Regions from separate parts of the Arachis hypogaea genome. Here region 2 is linked to region 1. The links are chromatin contacts, called in public Hi-C maps. All regions are on one chromosome and are shown on one strand. Each heading gives the region's core, a stretch centred on a gene start, on an enhancer-like site or on the middle of the called end of the contact. The rest is flanking DNA. Distances are from core to core; before and after follow the strand shown.

Region 1 (4,248 bases), core at 717-3,216:
TATGTACCGAAATTCGATGTGCTATAATGACATGTGTCAAGAGCGAAGAATCAGATTGCAAAATAGCAGAGTGTAAATACAGAAAAAAGATCCATGTTAGTGAAGTTAACCTGAAATCCCTGGAGTGGAGTGTCATAATGCAAAGGATGGTTGACCCTCTCCTTGATGATTTCTCTTAGATGCTTTGCATAAGTGCTCATGAAGTCAACCTTAGTTGGAAGAACGTTGAGCAAGGTAGATACTTTGGCCAACCTATTTGCATATTTATGAGCAGCTTTATCACATATCTCTTCTACCTGTTGTGAAGTCAATCCCCCTCTCTTTGTAAAGAACTTGAGACCATTTCTTGTGTAAGGTAAGTGAGATGCTGTCATCTGTGGAAAAAAATTATACCCATAATTTTAATTTTGATGGACTGAAAATATAAAATATTTTATACAATCGTTTAATCATATTTGTTCTTTTAATATATAATTATTTTTGTTAATATAAACTATTTTACACTAACAAACAGTGTATCAAAATTAAATTCTTATTCATGTTAACATAGCAAGCAATATAATACTTTGTTCACTGATATATTCTATTTTCAACCTTTTATATTGATAGAAATATATTGTAATACAATTTATATATAGATATAGATTGATAATTAATCAAGAATCAGCAAAGAAATGGTAGCAAGAAGAATCAACAAAATTATATGTGGCATACCATTATTGAGGCATCATACATAAATGGTGGCAACAATGTACTCATGAAACAAGCCGGTGTTGTGGCTAGTCCCATGTCATAGACCATGCAACCGGCGCGAGCAAGGCCAGCAAACACCGCCGTGCTGAGCTTAGTGCCGGAGATTCGAGGATCACGGCCTAGTGAGACCCTCACATTCTCCACAGGGTGTCTTTTTTCACTCTCCAAACCACGTATAACCCACTCTCCAAAACTCTCTACTATTGCCTCCACGGCGGGGGGAGTAAGGTCGACCGGCCTTCCTTTCTCGCCCTCCAACGCCACCCCTCTGACGTCCGAGCCGTTCTGAAGCCTCCTAATCTTGTCCATCTCTTCATCAACCACAACCTCGTCGAATTTCGTCGCGCCAAATGATTTTGCTCGAATAATAATGGACTTGTTGTATGGCACATAGAATGATGAGAAGCTAAGTTTGGTATTCAAACATTTAGGGAATGTTTTGAGGTTAATGTTATTATGCAAAGGTGTTGAGAAGTTTGGAGAAGTAGAAGCAGCAGCCATTGTTTTTAGTAGCTTTTAATTTTGTTTGGCGCTCTTCTTTCTTTGTTTGAATGAAACTGAAGTCTTGTGAAGATAAGGAAACTCAGAAGCATTAAACCATAACCTTACAAATCCATATCTTAGGAACGAAAATGCAAAAAATGAAAAAGAACAAAAGAAATATCTCCACCCAAAGAAGATTTTTGTTTATGGTTTTTTTGTCTATATTCCAATTATGATATTTTCAGAGCCAAAATGAGAACCTCTGGCATATTCTTTCATATTGCTTATCTATCTAAATTAAACGTGGTAAGAGATTTATATTTTTCTTTGTCATTACTTGTTTGGGTTTGATCAAAGAGAATTGACCATGTTTTGTGGCTAGTGTCAGTTGAAGAACCAAAACAACTACTCATTATCAGCATATCTGCTGGCAGCTTCTAAAGTCTTCTCTTTACTGGGGTTTGAACATAAACCCTGGATTCAAGAACCGATTATTTAAAGTTAATATATAAATATATATTTTTTTTTAGGGAAAAAAAATGATTCGACATCACAAAATGAAAATGATAATTTGGGTAATAGCTAAATAAGAACGAAGATAATTCTAGTATAGTTATATAGTTACATGGAACACAATATATGACTTCTGATATTATGTGAAAAGTATATCCATGGTGTTTTGATTTCTGATACCTAGATGAACTGTAAATTAGTATACAAACTGGTACACAGTACATCACCTAATTGATAAATTCATGAAACTATGAAATACGGAAGGGGATAAACTTAGAAGATGTTGTAAGACATGAATATAAATATTTGAAGATTATCCTTATGATCATAAATAGTTAAATTCCAACAAAACTTGATATTTCAGCAACTCATCCTAATTCTCACTCCATAATAAGATGGGTTATATGTTAACAAAATCTTAGTTTGTGATAACAACATGATAAATACATAACACAAGTACTACTAAAGCAAGGGAATGATAATGAAAATGAAAACAGATCTAAAGTGGAACCCCAGATAAGCCCTTGGATTCAGGAACATCAAGCCACTCAATTTCCACATGAAGCTCACCAGTGTTAACATTTCTCAATTTTAAGGTCATATATTGGATTACTTTCCCATTAGTCCATATGATCTTGCTCTCTTCAGCAAGGCAGTTAGAGTCATTTGGTTCAATCCTCTTCACCACATGGCCCTCTGGCAGCTCGCTTAATCCCACCTTCACACACAGAAGATATGGCTTCAAGTCGATATCCGCTTCGCCCATCTTGTCGTCCTTCGTGAAAGTGTCTTTGTCACAAACCGTCTTCAAAGAACAACAAAATTCAAACCCATCAACAAAGTTATTTTGGCAAGTATTTAAGGGCAAATGCTAATGTGTTTTAGAGAAAGTAAGGAATGCAATGCTCTCTGAACTGTATTCTAAACCCTAAACTTTAAATTATAAGTTCTAAATCTGAACCATTGATATAAAATATAATAAATAAAAAACTAAGATTTGGTTAACTCTGTAAGAAATGTTTAAGGTTAAGGGCAAAACGCAAAATTTTACATTCCTACACTCAGTGCCTTTTCTTTTTAGTTGGACGAGAAATCTGACAAATTTTTTTCAAGACAATTGCCCTGTTTCTGTTTCTACATTCAACCATTTTGTACAACAAGCACCCCCTTTTAGCATTGCTTCCAAGAGCATATATCACTCTACAAAAGGTAAATCCATTGATAAAAATCGTTATAATACTTACAAGATGAATGGGAATATTAACATCCTTAATATAGAGTGTCAATTCTTCATTCCACTCCGGATTCAAGCTATCTTTCTCATGACGAGTTTTCAGTTTCTGCAGTAATTAAAACAAGTTAAAATATTCAGACCAAACTCACTTTAAACAACATCATAAGCCAACAAGGTATATTATTTATGTCTTTTTTTAAAAAAAAATTAAGTGTAAAGGCACATATATGGAAAACAGGAAAAGAAATAATCATATGAATGCACATCTTAAAATAGAATTAGAAAGCATCATTAAATAGACCCAGATGCTCATTTCCACATATGGCTTCTTAAACAGAAAATGATAAAATTAGAATAACATAACATAAATAACAAGAATCAACATCCACATGATGATAATATATGATCTCAAGGTTCAGGGGTGCATGCAGCCATAAAAAATAAATATTTTAGAAATAAAAAAAAATAAAAGAGAAAAGGGTTCTAATAAGTTCTAAGTTCTAACCGTTTCCTCCAAGGTGACAAGGACATAAGGGTCACTGGAATCACTATCACAAGGTTTGAGGTTAGTGCCTCTTTTGATGCGTAATTTGATGAGACCCAGAATGTTCTCCATTGAAAACCCACCTTTGTCTATTCGGAATTGCTATGTGCTAATGAAACGATGGAGAATACAATAAAAAAGTTGCTATTCTTGTTATTATTTCTCTTATTTTTTATCTGTAACACACTAACACTTGCACACCCTGCACAATTTGATTTGTTTGTGTTATTAACTTATTATTATATATATGAATCTGAACACTTACAACTTTGTTAAATGCAAGCATCTTAAAACAACGCACACGACAAAAAACCAATCCTCAAACTTGGTCCACACCTAAAAAGGAATTGTCCTTTTTTTCTCTTTTTCTTGTGGTAGATAAACAAGTTACAGGGTCAATAATAATTGTCAATTTTTATTTACACGTATTGGTAAAAACATGTGGCTCTTATGGATCACGGGCTTTTTCATCTCTCAATCTCTCAATAATTTTCAGGTGCATGTGTTTCGTTAGGTCAACTGAGTTTTATTTGTTCGACTAAGCAAATGTTATAATAAATTCTTAAATAAAATTCTAATTCACAATAAATTATTCTTTGACCCGATTAGGAGCACTGTGAAAAATAAAAAAAATGTATAATTTAAAAGGGTAGTATTAAAGAGTTAATGGTCTAAGTGTATAATGTGTACAGTGGATTAAATCTTTGGTCCATTAATAAAA
Region 2 (4,248 bases), core at 771-3,270, 410 kb before region 1:
GTAAATTTTATATTTTTTTATAAAAAGAATTTAATTAGTAATTTTATTGAATAGCTAAACCTATTATTTTAATTATATTTAATATTATGAAACACAAATATCTAGGTCCAACAAGTGGATAGTTCAACGGATGTGGAATTGGTATTTTTTTTTATTTTTCTTTCTGTTTTTGGACAGTTTCGGGGCTGGGCAGCCCAACCAGAAGCAGAGTTGGATCCATGACCAGTGCCGCACCTAAACCCAGAAGATGACTTGCTCTCTGAAATCTATCCTCGAATTCTTTTTTTTTTTCATTCTTCAGGAGGGAATTTCATCCAATTCCTATCTAAGCTGTAGGTTTGCTAAGCCGTGAGCCCCTTCTTCTCTCGGTGTCCAGGTCATCCATCAAGTATTTGGATTATGTCTTTTAGCACACCTTCTATTTCACCAATTTTTTCTCTGGATTTTATTTCCTGTACCAAAATTTCCTTTTTAATTTGCTAATTGAAAAAAGTAATTTTATACTAATTTAATGAGGAAATCAACCAATTGCTATAGTATAAACATTCAATTGTTCAGTAACTTGTAAATGAAGTAAACCTTTATTAAAATTTGCATCAATCATAAAATTTTCGTATTTAACTTATCGAGATTTTCTTTACGAAGAAAAAAATATTTAATTACAATAAAAAAGTTAAAAACTTAAAACAGCTCAAGAAGATAATTCTATTACTAATAACTTAGTTAACGTTATTAAGAATGAAATTTGCTGACAATTTACCACAAGTATTATAATACCATATTTTTTATTATAAAGCAAATATTAAGAAGTTATCTATGAATAATTTAAATTATATTCAATTGTGAATTTAAATTGTTATATATGAATATATAGTGGCTATTAATCAATTGGTTTTCAATCATGTAAATAATATGAATATTGTTAAAATCATCAATAATAAAGAAATATATATAAATAAATATATATAACTAATTGAAAATAAAAAAAATTAAAAAAAATTAATCATAAACTATTTCCAGTCAAATAAATATATATGCCTATGCTCTATCTGTTTTAATAATTCTAAGTTCTATAAGAAAAATAAAAAAGAAACATTAGAGAACCCTAATAATAATTTATTTTGTAGGAGGTGCACATGCAAGTGCATTGAAATCATCCATTTGCACAAAAACTATTGAATGAGGTGCAACTTTGATCGGAGAAAAAGAAGAAGGATCAACAATCTTTGGTTTAAGCTCTGGAATTTTCTTTGACTTGGTGAGTTTTAATGGAGTTCCATTCAAAAACACAACATCACTTTGAATGTTTCCATCTTTAGGTGTCAAATGGTACTCTTTTCTTTTCAATGAATCCATCAAATTCAATGTGTTTATTTCTTTTGATGTCAATTCCTATGGATAAAGATTCATGTCATTCACAAGTGACACATCAAAGGATGTTGAATTCTCCATATTTATTAGTAGCAATGTGATTCCACTCTAAAATAATAATTAGATCGACAATATGTTATAACTTATAAAAAATTATCTTAAAATAATAAATAAATAAATATATAAATAAAATTACTAGCTTACCCCTTCTTTAGAACAATGAGCATATGTACATAGATATGGAGAACTATCATGAGAAATAGAGAGCACATTGGTTCCCATAAGTCGATGCCACAAAAGTGCTCTGTTCAAAGAAAATAAAATTGTTATTCATTCAAAAATCACATTTAATTTAACTACTTATATAAATATAAATGAATATATGTGACATACCCATAATAATCTGTATTAGGAATGAATGATGTGGTATTTAGCAAAGCATAATTTCCTCCGATCAAAGCTTGTCTACAATAAACTTTGTGGTTGAAGGTTGATGTCATACCCAATTGGTCCAAATACCTATAGTTATTATGAATTAAAAAAATTATTAGGAAAAATATATAAAAGAAATTAGAGAGCTGAAATTCAATTAAAAAGAAAATGTACCAAAAGCCATTAACAAAAGTATGGGATACATCTTTGCCTCCATTATTATAAGCTCCACTAAATTCCCCAACCCATGTTCCAGCTCATGGTGTGAATTTCTTCACTGCCGTTGAAACATCCTTAAAAGTTTGTGCAATTTTGCTCAAAAAATATGGGTCTTGAACCTTGCTAATAAGATCCTTATCAACACCTATATAATATAATTTATAATACAATTATATTATGAGAATTAAACAAATTAATCAAGCAACAAAAACCAGCACCAAGATTATAAATGTGATGTGTAACTCCGTTAATAATGTTGGGCCGAACGTGGAGGAATCAAGTGAGAGAACATAAGATGAGAAGACACCACATCCAACTCAAAACCTTAAGGTGTCAAGTAAATGGGTCTCTCATCTTATAAACTCATCACTCTTTCTTGCTTTCTTTGATGTGGGACTAACTTCGACACTCCTCACACTTGCAACACTAACAATCTCCCCCTCAAGTGTGAGCCTCCACATCAAGCATCAACTCCCCTCTAACTTCTCCACCACCACGAGTATTCGTCCATCACACCACCGCAAAACACCGCGGGACACGCCGCCCGAACCACCTTTGCCGGGAAGACTTTCGATGCTTCACCTTGAATATCCCTTAAAACCACTAGACCGATTAACCATCGGCTCTGATACCACTTTGTTGGTCAACTGTGAGGAGCTCTCGACAACCCGGGAGACTTCATGGTTGCAGCCTAGTCTGACCTTCCACATCAGAAAAGAATTTTGTCCTGTGCCTTGAGGTTGATCTTTGGTTGCTGTTGTTGTTGCTGGAAGGCAGTGTGACACTGTGAGAGTGCAGTTTGGAAAGGTTCTGGCTAAGGAAAGACTTGGTATTTAAGTGTGTCTATTGTGACCTACCTCTCTTTCCTGGGGACCCTTCCTAGTGCACGGTCTACAGTTGAATTATACTATTCCAGTATACGATTGCAACAATGTCAGGATATTCAAGTGCTGTGAAGCTTGAAATAGAGAAATTTGATGGAAGAATCAATTTTGGCTTGTGGCAAATACAAGTCAAGGATGTGTTGATACAATCAGGTTTGCACAAGACGTTGAAGGAAAAGATCTCTGGTTGCTCTCTCTATGAGAGAAGATGATGTTCTCTAGAAGACAAGAAGTATCCTCATGGTATTGCCGCACTGCCATGGATAAGGATAAGTTGTGGCAATCGGGTCCACAATTGCACACGGGCATTGGTTGGCGTTGAGATGCAAGGTGTGTGGCGGAGTTAGGCTGAAGAACTTCTAGGAAAAGCCAATTTGGAAGTTGCACCATGAATTTTCAGCAAGGTTTCGATCTGTACCAAGGTGAAATGCTTGGAGTGGTCTAATTCCAAGTGAGTATACTTTCATGGTGGAGTATGATAGTTCTCTAAACTATGTGCCTTAGTTTTGTGATATCTTTTACATATTGAACACTATCTACTCTTGCTGATACTCCTTCGGAGCATAGCTCGTTTCCTATATGATTAATTAACACAAAATATTAAATTTATAAAAAATTATGGGTGAAAATTAAATAGTTAATTAAAAAATTAAAGTGTTTTAATTTAATTTGGTACCTAATTCATATGAATCTATATTGTATCCTTTTGAGACAGTGTACTTCATGAGACTTATGGCATTGTTTGGATTCCAATCTCCTTTCCAGTTTAATTGGTCCTCCTTAGAATTTTTCTTGCCAATAAGTGCGTTTAAGCCAAATATAAATTTGACACTGCAAAATTTAAAGTAAATATCATAAGATAAGATAAGATTGATTGTTTGTAAAGTAATTATAATAATATTAAAAAATTAAAATAATATATATTAATTACCCAGTTTTGTTGAAAAAGTGATTCACTTCATTCTATCTTTTTTGGAAAGGCATCCAACACTGAATCCAAACAAGCCGTTATCTTTCTTTTTCATAGTTGAACATTGTTTTTGATTTCCAAATTGGTAAATAATTTGATCTTCTAGTGAACCTCCTAATCTAATTTTTAGAGAATTGAATGCTGCAACAATTTTAAAAGTAATTAAATTAGATGAACATTTAAATGATAGATAATAACGTAGAATACATCATTATTTATTTATTTATTTATTAAATATTTCCTGTTGAAAATACAATGATTAATCTTTTTGTCACGATACATTCACTTAAGAATTAATTATTAATAATATAATAATCGTTCAATTTTTGCTATTATTAACATAATATAGTATATATTATATTCAAAGTGACC

Evidence for each region. A called contact is a pair of places that touch in the nucleus more often than the background predicts.
Region 2: a Hi-C map of leaf shows a contact between it and region 1, with 4 times the contacts expected there. The contact joins the promoter of LOC112794829 here to the promoter of LOC112796705 in region 1. A contact is called at or near these places in 2 of 8 Hi-C or Micro-C datasets (leaf and an unstated tissue).

Annotation. Positions count from the first base shown.
Region 1 is chr4:38,816,490-38,820,737 of arahy.Tifrunner.gnm2.J5K5, reverse strand. LOC112796705 reads right to left here and starts at 1,966. Exons shown (of 7, transcript XM_025839285.2): 1 at 715-1,966; 2 at 111-374. The coding sequence starts at 1,254. LOC112796704 (protein C2-DOMAIN ABA-RELATED 7) reads right to left here and starts at 3,918. Exons shown (of 3, transcript XM_025839284.3): 1 at 3,489-3,918; 2 at 2,994-3,089; 3 at 2,108-2,554. The coding sequence starts at 3,599. The coding sequence ends at 2,249.
Region 2 is chr4:39,227,120-39,231,367 of arahy.Tifrunner.gnm2.J5K5, reverse strand. LOC112794829 (heparanase-like protein 1) reads right to left here and starts at 2,020. Exons shown (of 4, transcript XM_072234400.1): 1 at 2,007-2,020; 2 at 1,765-1,890; 3 at 1,576-1,675; 4 at 1,117-1,392. The coding sequence starts at 2,020. The coding sequence ends at 1,117.